Regions from separate parts of the Rattus norvegicus genome. Here region 1 is linked to region 2. A link is a contact called in public Hi-C data. All regions are on one chromosome and are shown on one strand. Each heading gives the region's core, a stretch centred on a gene start, on an enhancer-like site or on the middle of the called end of the contact. The rest is flanking DNA. Distances are from core to core; before and after follow the strand shown. Region 1 overlaps Spidr (scaffold protein involved in DNA repair). Region 2 holds the start of Cebpd (CCAAT/enhancer binding protein delta).

Region 1 (6,132 bases), core at 3,454-5,953, 55 kb before region 2:
CTCTTTCTCTGTGTGTGTGTATGTGTGTCTCTGTGTCTCTGTCTCTGCCTCTCTGTCCCTGTCTCTGTGTGTGTGTCTCTCTCTCTCTGTCTCTCTCTCTTTCTCTCTCTCTCTCTCTCTCTCTCTCTCTCTCTCTCTCTCTCTCTCTCTGTGTGTGTGTGTGTGTGTGTGTATCCTTAGAATATCTATACTTTACCAGTATCACACAAGGGGTTTTCAGGGAGAGAGTATTCCCAGGGTGATGGGTATGATCATGTTATTTTTTCCCTAAGTACTTATAAGGTATTTTATGTTGTAGGATTAAGCATATAGAGCAAAGGACAAGAGATAAGCCATACTCTGGGTTCGGTCCCCAGCTCCAAAAAAAAGAAAAGAAAAAAAAAGAGAGAGAGAGAGAGATAAGCCATACTCTCAAGTTTTCTTTAAGTGGAGCAGAGATATGCAGTGAGATAGCATGTGTGTATATGAATATGGAAATAACTCTTTGGGGCCTCACTTTTGCCATCTGTGCAATGGAGGTGATGTATGCTAATGAGACAACCCACACACAGCTCTTAGAAGATGATCTGGCCTTGGTAAAGGTTGAACTCATATAGAACAGTAATTATTACCATGTAGGAATAAAAAAAAACACTGTCATGTGGAATAATATATATGATTGGAGCCACAGTCACCTGGAAATGGCAGTCAGAAAAGCTTAAGAAGCCCTTTGTCTGGGGCCTCATTGCAAAGTGGAGCAGCCATGAGAAACTACAGAAAACACACATCCCAGACATAGAGCCATGGTATGGTCCATGGTATAAAAGTCCACGGTATGGTCTGATTTATGTGCCAGGAATGTGGTAGTTCTAGGAAACCAAGACAGAGGGGCACAGAGAAAGACAGGACAGGAGTTTGGGCTTTTGTTCTACAGATGATGAGGCACCTTCAAGGTTTTCAGAATTCAGTGGCTGGAATCTGATTTGTGCTTTGAAGAGATTGTTCTGGGTACTGAAGAACAAATGAAATGTACACGTGCAAGAGTGGGACCAAAAACCAAGCCAGGCTGTTCAGGAAACCAACCTGTCAGGGAGATGACCTAGCTTAGAGTATTAATGGGGAAGCAATAGGAACTAGAGAGCTCCAGGGACCATTTTTGGCATAAATTTGCACAGTTCTCTGGCTTTCATAGGAAAGAAAGACTTAAAGATGCTTGTAACTACTAGATTGAGTCAACACTCAATTTTACCTGAAAATCAACCACATAGTCTCACTGAAGAAAAAGAGCAAAATAATAAAGGAGATGAATAAGCAAGTCATGCAAGTGTGTGGGAAGATCGTGGCAGGAGAGAACAGGTTTGGGAGGTCTGGGGTGGAGATGTGGTTAGGGCAAGGGTGCCAGAAAAGTATATAGTGTATAGAATGGGTAGCATTGAGATTCAGTCATAAAGACTGAAACAATATGGTAAGACCTTTGAATTTTCAATCTTTGTGTCTTACATGGCTATTAGTAATTTGGAACATAGGAGGAACTAGTTATAAATACTAATAGAGGAGAAAAAAAGCTCTAATTCCTTTATGAAGGCAAGCTGGTAAGTAAAAAGGTATAACATGTTGTAACAATTAGAAGATGGAATGATCTAACCGTGATTAGTGGTACATGAAAGGATGGTATGGAAGAACTCTGAGGTTTGGTTAGCACCCTAGTGCTAGTCTATTAAATGGGATGAGGAATCCAGGAGAAAACTGAACTGGAGAGCTCTTAAAAGAGAACACTTCATTTTAGGCATGTTGAATTTGAGTCACAAACACAGAGAGGGTAAAAATAAAAGTGAACACATTATTTAGTAAGAATTCGAGGTAGTCTACATCTCATGGTTTTCAAAACAGGTAGATGAATGGGATGGGAATATACAGAAGTAATTGTGTATTGACATGTATGAGACTATATGTGAACACTTTGCCCAGCTCTATCTATTTAAAGCGTTCTAGGGTAGAGGTAAACTACCATTAGCAACCACAACCAGGTCTCCTTTGCAACATGTCTGGTTCTACATTTGGATAAGAGAAAATATAAAATGAGCCTTGAGCTTGGAATATTGGCAATAACAAAAGGAAAGGATGGTGATTAGCCCACCATTTCTGGATAAGTGTAATTACTACCTCATCAAAGAAATGACCCCTTACAACAGAGATCATTGCAGAAAACCACAACTAGATACAATATAGAAATCAACAGACCACGGAGAACCCAACCCCAACCTGTACATCTTCATCATCGTCCCTGCATCTATGGCTCAGAGAACATCAAGGAAAAGATGGCCCAGGTGAGGCCCTATGTTGATCCCTGATAATGCCAAAATGAAAGGGAAAAAGTGGGGCGAAAATAAGGCTTTCCTATCATATTTACAGCCCTGGGTTTGTTCTTTTTTTTTTTTTTTTTTTTTTTTTTTTGGTTGTTTTTTTTTTCGGAGCTGGGGACCGAACCCAGGGCCTTGTGCTTCCTAGGTAAGCGCTCTACCACTGAGCTAAATCCCCAGCCCCCCTGGGTTTGTTCTTAAATGACCAAATGTGATATCTATTCTAACTATAGAATGACACTTTCCTCCCTGGGCTGCATGGCGCTTCCACAGTGATATGGTAGATAATGCCCATTGCATATCAGTGGATCCATGTAACCCAGGCACAGTAAAAGGAATAGTGAGGTCATCGTGTGCCTGAGAAAAATAATGTCAGTCATGAAAATGAAACAAAGAGATTGATGAGGGGCTCTAACATTTACAGAGCAGACAGACATATTGACAAGATGCCCCATGAAGCTTTAGAGACCATGAACAGCAAGATGACACAGGTGGGCCAAAGGAGTTGTCAGTGCCCGCCAAGACTGTGTGGGAAGCTATTATATGGGACAGACATAAACATACTTGGAGATGAAGAGACTTCAGGAAAACATCTCTGGAATAATTTAGGGGAGAAATTTGAAGATATTTCAATATTTTCTTTAATTTTTACAAAAATGATTGAAGGTTGGCAGGAAGGAAGATCAATGATAGAGCTCCTGGGGAGGAGACTTGGCCAATCTGCTAATGGGAGGAACAGAAAGATACAGGGTACGGACGCCAATCTGCAGGGGTGCAGTGCGAGCACGAGTACACCCCAGCTGAGAGTGCCCCAGAGGGAGGAAGTTGGGAGGCACATTATACAGGCTTGCAGGCCAGAGTGGAGTAAGCAGGCTGAAGCAAGTTCACACCTGGAACCAACCTTCCTAGAAAGAAGAGAGTTGCCATCTAACGGTGTCTGCTTGACTACTTACTACCACTGGTACAGGAAACTGCATAGGCTTTAATATTGAAAATAATTTACTTAAAATACATCAAAACAATTTAACAGATTTCTTTAATTTTGTTCCTAGAATGGCTGTTCCTACAATTGTATAATGACTTATAAGGTTTTCATTAATATTGGTGTAGGGCTTGTATGTATGCATTTTACTAACGCTGTTTTCATTTGGTAGACTGTTGTTGCACTCGAATTCCTTCCAGCCCCCGCCCCACAGTAGGTAGGAGACAAGGTTAGAGGGGGAAGGGTGAATAGATCTATTTCAGCCAACAAAATAGACTATTTCCTGTTGATAGAGGCCTTGAATTTCTTGGGGCAAGTCCAATCTTCATCATCAGGATATCTCCAAGCTTCTTTTTCTTGTCTCTTTGGTCATGAACACTTAATGAACTAAAGCAGGGCTGTTGTTGGGGCTCCAGAGTCTCCAAAATTAAACCGTCTCACTAGTCTTCAGGAGCCTCTTACACCTGATGTTGTGTAATACAGATCAGGATTCTGTGTGGAGTCAGAGCCTCGCTCTCCATTCTGCTTTTTCCTTCACAGTCTGACCTCTATATACCAACCCCCTTTAAAAGAAGAGCCTTTTGGTTTCTGAAGCAGCAGAGACAGATATCTGACTTCAGACAGACAGGACTGTTTATTAACACACACAGCGTGGGACAGCCTCTCTCAGGCTACAAACTGAGGGCTCTGCAAGGGAAACGATGACTGTGATCTTTCATCTAGGCGGGGCTAGGGGTTTAGGAATGAGGAAATGGTTATAGTCTATAACTGTCTCACCTACAGTCTGTCCTTCCAGAAATTGTTTGCCTAGTCAAGACAGACAAGCAAGCAAGCTCATCTGTAATCTCATAGGAACTGCTTAATGCTGTGACAGTGGTAGTGGATATGGGATCCTACAGGGTATCAAAACCATACAAACTACATGTTTAGAAGGAAAAGTTATTATTTTTCCTATCCAGTGATACTGGAAAGTTCACATGAAGCCTGATGGCGCATGCCTGTAATTTCGGTACTTAGGAAACTGTAACAATGAGCTTCAGGTTTGAGACAAGCCTGGGATACATAGAGAGACCCTATTTTAGTACATAGAAAGGTAGAAAGGAAGGAAGGAAGGGAAGGAGAACTGTCATGTTTTAGCAAAATATGGTTTTTAAATGAATAAGAAACATTTCTGTATAGCAAAAAAAACACCATGCTGTTAACATCTCTTCATGATAAAAAGATAAACAGCAGGATTAAGTGTTTACTTTGAGATCCCATGCCTGTGGTTTTTTTTTTTTTTTTTTTTTTTTTTTTTTTTGAGAAAAGGGAACGCAGTGTCCTGCGTCTAGTTCCCAGCTGCAAGGAAGCAGCAGCCCTCCTCCTGTCTTCTGGGGAGCTCCTCTCTCATCTGGGTCAAGCCTCTCCTGGCTTTTCCTGCTCCCTGCCACCTTTCTCTGTCTCTCGCTTTTTACTTTTATACTTCATACTCCAGTTCCTTCTCTGTTGTTCTTGAGTCGATGCTTAATAAAAGGTTGCGAAGTAGAGAATAAGATCTTGTAGATCCTCAGACTGCAGCCTCTGACGGTGACCTAGAATAGAACAGCCAGCCTGTCTTGATTCCCGGAATTCTTGGTGAACTGCTAAGAACTGCTGCGATCTCAGCGTAAACACCCACATGGTCACTTAATCTTCCTTCTTGGCAAATCTGCATGTGCTGACACACACGTCCACAGTTTCCCTTGTTCCTTCTCTGTGGAGCAGTGAAATTGTACCACTGAATGAAAGAAAGAGAAGTTAGTTTAGAAAAAAGAGGGTGAGATTAAAATGCTCAGAGGAATTGTAGCCTTAAATTCCCCTTTACAAATCTAACTTTTTTTTCTTTGTCATTCATTTTATCGTTTTTGGTTTTTTTTTTATTATATATAACTTTTAAAGTGTTCTACAATGAAGCTGATAAAGGGAAGAAATAAAAAGCTTTTCAGGATCTGGATATAGCTTTGACTGAATGCTTGATGTCCATACATGAGGCCCTGAGTTCAATCACTAGTGCATGTAAGTGTGTGTGTGTGTGTGTGTGTGTGTGTGTGTGTGTGTGTGTGTGTAAACACATATACACACACAGAAGGGAAAAGGCAAATATTAACTATATAATAGACCTTTACATGTTAGACCTCTTATGTGTGTTGTTTTGCATTTCTGAAAAGGTTAATATGGGTTCACAAATATCATCTGCTTACTCTTTGTTGTTTTGTTTGTTCTTGAAACAGGGTCTCACTGTGTATCACAGAGTAGCTTTGGACTTTCCGTATATAGCCCACAGTGGCCTCAAATCATGATCTCTGCCTTGGCCCCGAGATTAGAGGCTGATGTCACTATGTCTGTCTCCAATGTCGTGGTTCTTCCTAGGTGGAGCTGAGTGACTGCCTAGGACAGGGAAAATGAGGGTCTGCATTTCAAGTCATGTTTTGCTTTACCCTTAGCAGAAACTTACATTACACATAAAACAACAGTAACTAAGGGATGAGATTGCCTCTATAAAACCCATCGTCACAGGTTGGTTCAAACAGAAGCTTCCTATCTCTCCCTCTTTGCTTTCACATAAAGATTCCCCCCCGTCTATGAAGACAAGTACATGAATATCACTAGCAATTCAGATTGTCTAGTTGGATGACAGAAACTACGATTTTTGAGTTTGGAAAAAGTATAGTAACACGGCTGGTGTTAAGCAAATTAAAGTCGCCTGGATCGTGTGGGAGTAAGGATTGACACTAGGGCTGTGTTCCTCAGTCACAGAGCACAGCCGTCTCCTCTGCCAGAGACACGGAAACC
Region 2 (7,197 bases), core at 776-3,275:
CAGTATTTAATATTCTCTGTAAGACTATTCTGTAAAGCTTCAACCAATATCTCATGTTGAGATATTACTGTTCTGTTAACAATAAATAAATGTCCAACACTTTGTGGTTTTAGTGGTCTAGGAACTGCCAGAGGTGGCACTGTCACCTGTCCACTGTAGGTGAGCTGGGTGTGACGATAGCTGTATAAAACACATTTCTGTACCTTACTCCACTACACACCTGTCAGAGACCCTGAAGAACTGCAGAGGGCAAAGATCACAGACTCACAGCAATCCACAAGCCTGCTTTAGGCAGGGATTTGAATTACAAAGCAAAGCAACTACATATTTGGACCTTGGAGGTTTTGTGTTTTCTTCTGTACTGCAACAGGCTGTGCAGACCAGGGAAGGGTTTGGAACACCCAGTATTCTTAAGGAAAAAGGCATAAACTTTGGGAGGTAGGGGTGGGGATTGAGCCTGCTAACATTACAATTACTGGCACTTGGAGCTGCCCTCTTTGTATACTATGATATTAATTTGTCCTGGTGCACATTTTAAAATCTACATGTCCCTAGGTTGAGGAAAGTAAAAGCAAGGAGGGATCAAGTTTCGGAGTCTCAGCTCTCTTCCACCCTCTCACCCTTCAGCAACCACCTAAAAGTTAGGCCAGCCGTTCTCTGGCCCAGGTCAGCATAGCATACTCTGGGATAACACCTTCCACCTACGCGGAGTAGTCATGCCCTCCCATGTTCCTTCCGCACGGAGTATACAGCAAAAGGAAACTCGTCCATCTCCTTACCCCATGTGGGCAACGCACCTGGTCCTGTGGCTCCCAGGTGCTTGCTTTTCCCTGGTGAGGTCCCAATATGTTGTGTGCGGGAGAGACTGAATATAGGAAGCTGCAGCAATTTAAATGCTTCTTTATTCTTACAAATACTGTAAAAATGAATATAAAAAGCATGCGCAGTCTCTTCCTCTTATCTACAAAAGTCTGTCGGAAAAGTCTTTTCTACAATGTACCTTAGCTGCAATGGTAATAAGACGTAGAAAACGCTACCATTATAAAAAAATAATTTAAGGGGGATTCATATAGCTTCTCTCGCAGTCCAGTGCCCAAGAAACTGTAGCAATTCGGGCGGCGTCTGCTCCCCGCCGTCGGGGTCTGAGGTATCGGTCGTTCGGAGTCTCTAAGGCCCACACCGCGCGTTACCGGCAGTCGGTGCCGGTGGGCGGCAGGAAAGGCGGGCTGGGCAGCTCTTTGAAGAACTGCCGGAGGCTGGCCAGGTCCCGGGTGAGCTGCTCCACACGCTGATGCAGCTTCTCGTTCTCGGCCGACAGCTCCACCAGCTTCTGCTGCATCTCCTGGTTGCGGCGCTTGGCCTTGTCCCGGCTCTTGCGCACAGCGATGTTGTTGCGCTCGCGTCGCTGCCGGTACTCAGGGCTGCCCCGGTCCGGACCCCTCTTGCCGGCGCCCTTCTCTCGGACGGGGCCAGGCGCAAGGCTCGGTCCAGGGCTGCCTCGAGGAGGCTCGGGCGAAGTGGGTGGTGTGGGCTGTGCCGCGGCCGCCAAGCTCACCACTGTCTGCGCGCACACTGCCACTTGCGCCGGCAGCAGGGAGCCCGGCGCGTCGCCGTCGCCCCAGTCGGGTTCGCGCTTCAGCGGGCCCCTGGCGATTGACCCCACACCCGGGGGTCGCGTAGGGCCGCCCTGCAGCAGCTCCAGGCTGCCCGCGCCGGCCGCTTTGTGATTGCTGTTGAAGAGGTCGGCGAAGATCTCGTCGTGGCACAACTCTAGGGTGGGCACGGCAGCCATGGAATCAATGTAGGCGCTGAAGTCGATGGCGCTCTCGTCGTCATACATGGCAGGGGTCGTGGAGCCCGGCTCCCCCAGATCCCCAGGCTCCGGCCCTCGTCCTGGCTTGCCCACCCTGCCTGGCTCGTAGAAGGCCGCGGGCTCTGTGGGCCAGGGTGCGCCGCGTGCTGGGCTGTCTAGGCTGAAAAGAGCGGCGCTCATGGCGGCGTCGGCTGGGCCTGGCGTCCAAGTTGGGCTGTCACCTCGCCGGGACGGACCGCCGCCTTTTCTAGCCCCAGCTGACGCGCACGCCCCGCCCCGGCCCCAGAGGGTCGGGGACCCGAGCAGGGAGGGACCGGGGTGCTGCTGGGAACGACCCGCCCTCTGCCCGCACTCTTGGCCTTCCCTCCTTCCTGTTTGTGCGGTTTGGACCTACTTAGCGGTCTGAGCCTGGAGCGAAATGAAAATCTGGATTTGGCCCCGACGCGCGCTAAGCGGGACGCCTTCAGTCATCGCAAAAGCGGAACTGGGACAGGGCTGGGCAGCCCGAGTCCATGGCTTCTGTCTTGGCGCCTCCGCCTCGGGGCCAGAAGGAGTGAACCGTGGTTCGTGGACCTGGGCCTCAGTCCCCGCCGGTCAAGAACGAGCACAGCCAGCGTGAGTCTCCGGAAATTCGAACCCGCTCCAGCCACATTTCTCGGGGTGCTGAGGCCCAGCTGCCATCGAGGTTAGGTTCAGCAACACAGCCCGATGGACAGACAGATCGACGGGGCTCTCCGCTGACCACAAAGTCGACGGAAGAGAGACCGCCACCCTAACCGCGCGGTGCGTTTCTCCGCACCTGACAGCGGTCTTGGGTGCTCCGGTAACTCTTCAGGTTATTAAAGCTGTGCCACCTGGTGGTAGCATAGCATCTTGCTGTTTCTTTTCCTTGCTAAGTATACCCAAAAGAGATGCTATTTAAAGTAAATGTGGCTGGCTGAGAGAAAACTGAGATTTACATCAATACTCATAAAGGGGTATTAAGTTGCCAGCTCTTCAAATTTCTTGAAAAGATGAAGAGAAATTTCAACTCCAGCTACTCAGACCTGAGACTGGATGGGTAGTTGAATCCCAAGAGTTCAAGTGCCTGACGGCCTGTCTCAAACATGCAAAAGTCAAGAAAATAATCTGTCCAAAATCAGATGTGTCCCTCATATTCCTCCAACTCTTTCCGATTCACCAGGTGTTTTGACCAACATCGGCTGATTTACAGAGCAGCCTAGGTCCTGACTTCAATTCCCGAGGAAAATCCTAATGATGGGCTGTGGAATATCTAATGGCTTTTCTGAAAGAAAGGTAAACACAGCTTTGGAATTTTATAATTGATATAATTGATGTTGATATTTTAACTAATTACCTCTGAGGTTAAAGCCATCGCACATGTGAGTTCATGTACATGCACAGGAAAACCCTGGGAGAAAGTTTTTGGTTCTTAGCCCTGGATGCCAGAGAAGCACGATTAAGGAACACGTGTTTATCCCTCTGAAAGGCCGTTTTCAAGTGAGACAACCTGCTGTTTTTGATTCCTGGGTCCATTCACTACATTTATGAAAATGAAGCTGTGCTTACAAGACAGTGGGGCCAATTAGAAACTCAGAAGGTTTGGCCACCGTGGGTACCTGTGGGTACCTGTGGGCACCGTTGGGCTGCACCTGAAAGCTCTGTGGAGTCTGTGTTCAGAAACCTGCCGACCTGTGCTTAATTTTCCATTTACCAGAGACAGAGAAAGGCAGCATGGCAGAACAACAAAGTATGAATGTATTGTGACAGTTGAGAGCTATCAAAGACCCTTTAAAAATAACAAAGTTTAGCTCCTATGACAGTCATTTGTAATCCTTTCATGAGTGTTCCACACACCGCTCCTATCTCAAGGGCTTTCCTAGCGTCATGGGGGACTTACTCAAGGTGAATATGAACACTTCCGTGCTTTGTTCCTGCGAGAAACACAGCATCCAGGTGTGCATTTTAAGCTCTCCTCGGCACATCTGTCAAAAGCCTTCGAGCTAGAATAGTTGTCCTCAGCACCCTCACATGTGGAACATAGTGGAGAATCCAATGATGCCCAGTCCATGTGGGCATTCTGGAAACCTTGGTGTTTAAAAATTCAGAAAACTAGCAGTGTTGTCTTAGAGTCGTGGAGCACTGTCAGACTTGGAAGATCAGTCTAACAAACCAATCTCCAGGAGATCCTGTTTGTATATTTCACTCCGTACCAGAACAGTTCTCTAGATGGAATATGTATATTCCATCAAATATGTATAAATACTCTGAAACATTTCTGGGTAGTTCTAGGTAAAATGAAATATGAAATCAAGCTGGAAAAGAAGTAAAACTTCCCAGCATCCAAGAAGTGAAGGCCATCAACTTAATGGAAAGAAACTCAGCACAATTCCAAAAAAAAAAAAAAAAAAAAAAATCGAGAACAAGACAGGCTGTTCGCTTTCTCCATGCATATTCAATATAAGATTTAAAATCTTACCATCTACTAGAGGACTAATATCCAAAATATATCAAGAACTCAAGAAACTAGATATCTAAAAACTAAATAATCCAATGAAAAATGTGTACGGATCTAAACATAATTCTCAAGAGAAGAAATCCAGAATATCTGCAGAACGTTTATCGAAATATTCAAACATTCTTAGACATCATGGAAATGTAAATCAAAACTACTTTGAAATTTCATCTTATACCTGTCAGAATGGCTGAGATCAATAACATAAGTGACAGCGCATGCTGGCCAGGATGTAGAATAAAGGGAACACTCCTCCATTGCTGATGGGAGTGCAAACTTGTACAACTACTATGGGAATCAGTTTCTTAGAAAAATGGGAGTCAATCTACATAAAGATCCAACTATACCACTCTTGGGCCTATACTGAAAGGACACTTGTACCACAAAAACACTTGTTTGCTCAACTATGTTCATTGCTACTCAATTCACAATAACTAGAAATTGGGAAGTACATAAATGTTCCTCAACAGAAGATTAGATAAAGAAAATGAGGTACATTTACACAAAGGTATTACTCAACTGTCTAAAAGATAATGGCATGAAATTTGCAGGCAAATGGAAGGAACTAGGGGAGAAAAATCATACTGAGTCAGGTAACCCAGATCTAGAATAATGTATTCATTTATATGTGGGTATTAGCAAGTAAGTAAATGATATCAAGCTACAATCTATTGGTCTAGAGTATGGGAACAGGGTGACACATAACTCTCCTTAGGAGGGGAAAATAGAATAGGTTTTGTGGGTCTGAACCAGGTCCTCTTTATACATATTATGGCTTTCAGTTTAGTACTCTTATGGGATTCCTGTGCTAACAAGGTGGTTTCTGATTCTTATACCTTTCCTTGGGCTCTTTTACTTTTGCTGGTTTGCCTTGTACTGGATCAGGAGGATCAGATGCTGAGGGGAGATAGGGTTGAGGGAGGGAATATAGGGAGAAACAGCTAGAATTGAGGGGCATTTGACATAATATGGAAACCTAGTACAGTGGAAACGTCCTAAAACATATGGAAGTGGTCCAAATGAACTCTCCAAATAACTGAGGAGACAGAGTCCTCACTGGCCATCTCTTGTCACCAAAAAAAGCTTCCAGTACTGGAACTGGGTTACATCCATTTGAGTTCTTAGCCAAAGGGGTCCCATAGAAATCCCCAAATAACCCAGGCTGATGCCAAGACAAACTGACAGCAAGTCCTCATTGTTGTAGACAATATCTGCACAACTCATTGAATACGGAGAGGTTAAGCTGTTACTTATAGAACCTTCACCTGTATGTTTTAGTGTCTGTGACACAAGCAGACACTCTGCAGGCTACCAAAAGAGAAACATATATGGCAAATCAGTCACAAAACCTTTCTTCTACAATACTGTCCTGCCACAGATCTGCTAGGGCACTGGTGACACAAAGCTTGTGTGGTTGGCCAACCAATGTCTGATGTGAGTTGAGGCCCGCTTCATGAAATGGAATCCACACTTGACATTGCTCAGGTGACCGAGAACTAGAAGTAGACACCTAGAGTACAGACAAATACTACTGGTCTTTAAAAAAATAGGTAGTGAAATGACTCTTAATATCTCTATACTTATAGATCAATGCCTTTTATTCAGCCATCATCAAGTTTTCTCCTGCAGCAGATAGGAATAAATACAGATACCCACACCAAATATCACACACACACACACACACACACACACACACACACACACACACACACACACACACAGAGAGAGAGAGAGAGAGAGAGAGAGAGAGAGAGAGTACAGAGAGACAGAGAGACAGAGAGAGACCTTAGAACACCCATATCTAAATGGGATGTCTCTGAAATTCCTCCCCTTAAAGCTCAGAGAACATGAAGGAAGATGAGGCAGAAAAAAAAGTGTTAGAGCCAGAGGAGATAGAGAACATCTGGAAACCAAGGCCCTCTAAATCAACAAAGTAAAGGTCATATGAACTCACAGAGACCAAGCAGCAGGACATGCACAGACCGGCACCAGGTCATCTATGCATATAATACAGCTTCCAGTTGGGGGCTCCTGAGTGTGTGAACAACATTTGTGATTCCTGAGTCTTCTCTTGGGCTGTTTTCCTTCTCTTGTTTTGCCTTGTCCAACTTTAATGAGATGGAGTTTGTTTTATCATATTTTATTTTGTTATGTCTTGCTAGTGTCTCTTAGAAGCCTGCTCTTTCCTAATGGACCCAGATGGGAGGATTAAATGGGATGTGAGAGGAACTGGAAGGAGTGGAGGGATGGAAAAGTGTAATCAGGATATAGTGAATATATAAAGAATCTATTTAAGGGGTTGGGGATTTAGCTCAGTGGTAGAGCGCTTGCCTAGCAAGTGCAAGGCCTTGGGTTCGGTCCCCAGCTCCGAAAAAAAGAAAAAAGAGAAAAAAAGAAAAAGAAAAAAGAATCTATTTAAAAGGGAAAGAAAGAAAAATTTTAAAAGCATATACTCCTGTGCCTAGAATTTAACTAGCTGCATACCCAGATGAGAAAGCAGAGCTGTTTGACCCAGTGGGTCTTATGCCCCAAATAATATTTCCATACTTTTACATTATTTTTCATATATTAATAAAAGTGAGATGTTATTAGAACCCATGCCTGAAGCATATTACATTCTTTTTATGAATGCAAAATAGAAAGTTAAAGGAATATAATAGGAGCAATGTCAGAGTGGGACGCCCCAGGCTCTGGGAAGCCATGAGGGATGGTAACATGCCTCAGTACTTAAAATTCTTGTTGCCAAGTCTGTGGCCTGTAAATAGGTAGAGAGGGAAAATCAGCTCTACGAAGTTGTCCTCTAGCTTTGTGTATGGTGAACTCAGCTCCATGATAAATGAACCCATTCTTCATCTGAACATAATAAGTC

What was found. Hi-C and Micro-C count contacts between places; a contact is called where the count stands out from the background.
Region 1: a contact with region 2 is called in a Hi-C map of liver, with 2.6 times the contacts expected there. The contact joins the enhancer-like site here to the promoter of Cebpd in region 2. A contact is called at or near these places in 4 of 12 Hi-C or Micro-C datasets (frontal cortex, liver, mammary epithelial cells and 1 more).

The regions. Positions count from the first base shown.
Region 1 is chr11:98,322,077-98,328,208 of GRCr8, reverse strand. All of the region lies in intron 9 of Spidr (scaffold protein involved in DNA repair), which reads left to right. Among named protein-coding and RNA genes, the nearest start is that of Cebpd, 56 kb to the right of the region's middle. Within about 2 kb of position 4,703, at least 49 of the 93 cell types and tissues checked have an H3K27ac peak or open chromatin away from gene starts, as enhancers often do. A contact at or near this core is called in liver, where this site is marked.
Region 2 is chr11:98,263,684-98,270,880 of GRCr8, reverse strand. It overlaps Cebpd (CCAAT/enhancer binding protein delta), which reads right to left and starts at 2,025. Exons shown (of 1, transcript NM_013154.2): 1 at 887-2,025. The coding sequence starts at 1,993. The coding sequence ends at 1,187. Spidr (scaffold protein involved in DNA repair) reads left to right here. Exons shown (of 19, transcript NM_001100988.2): 19 at 1-102.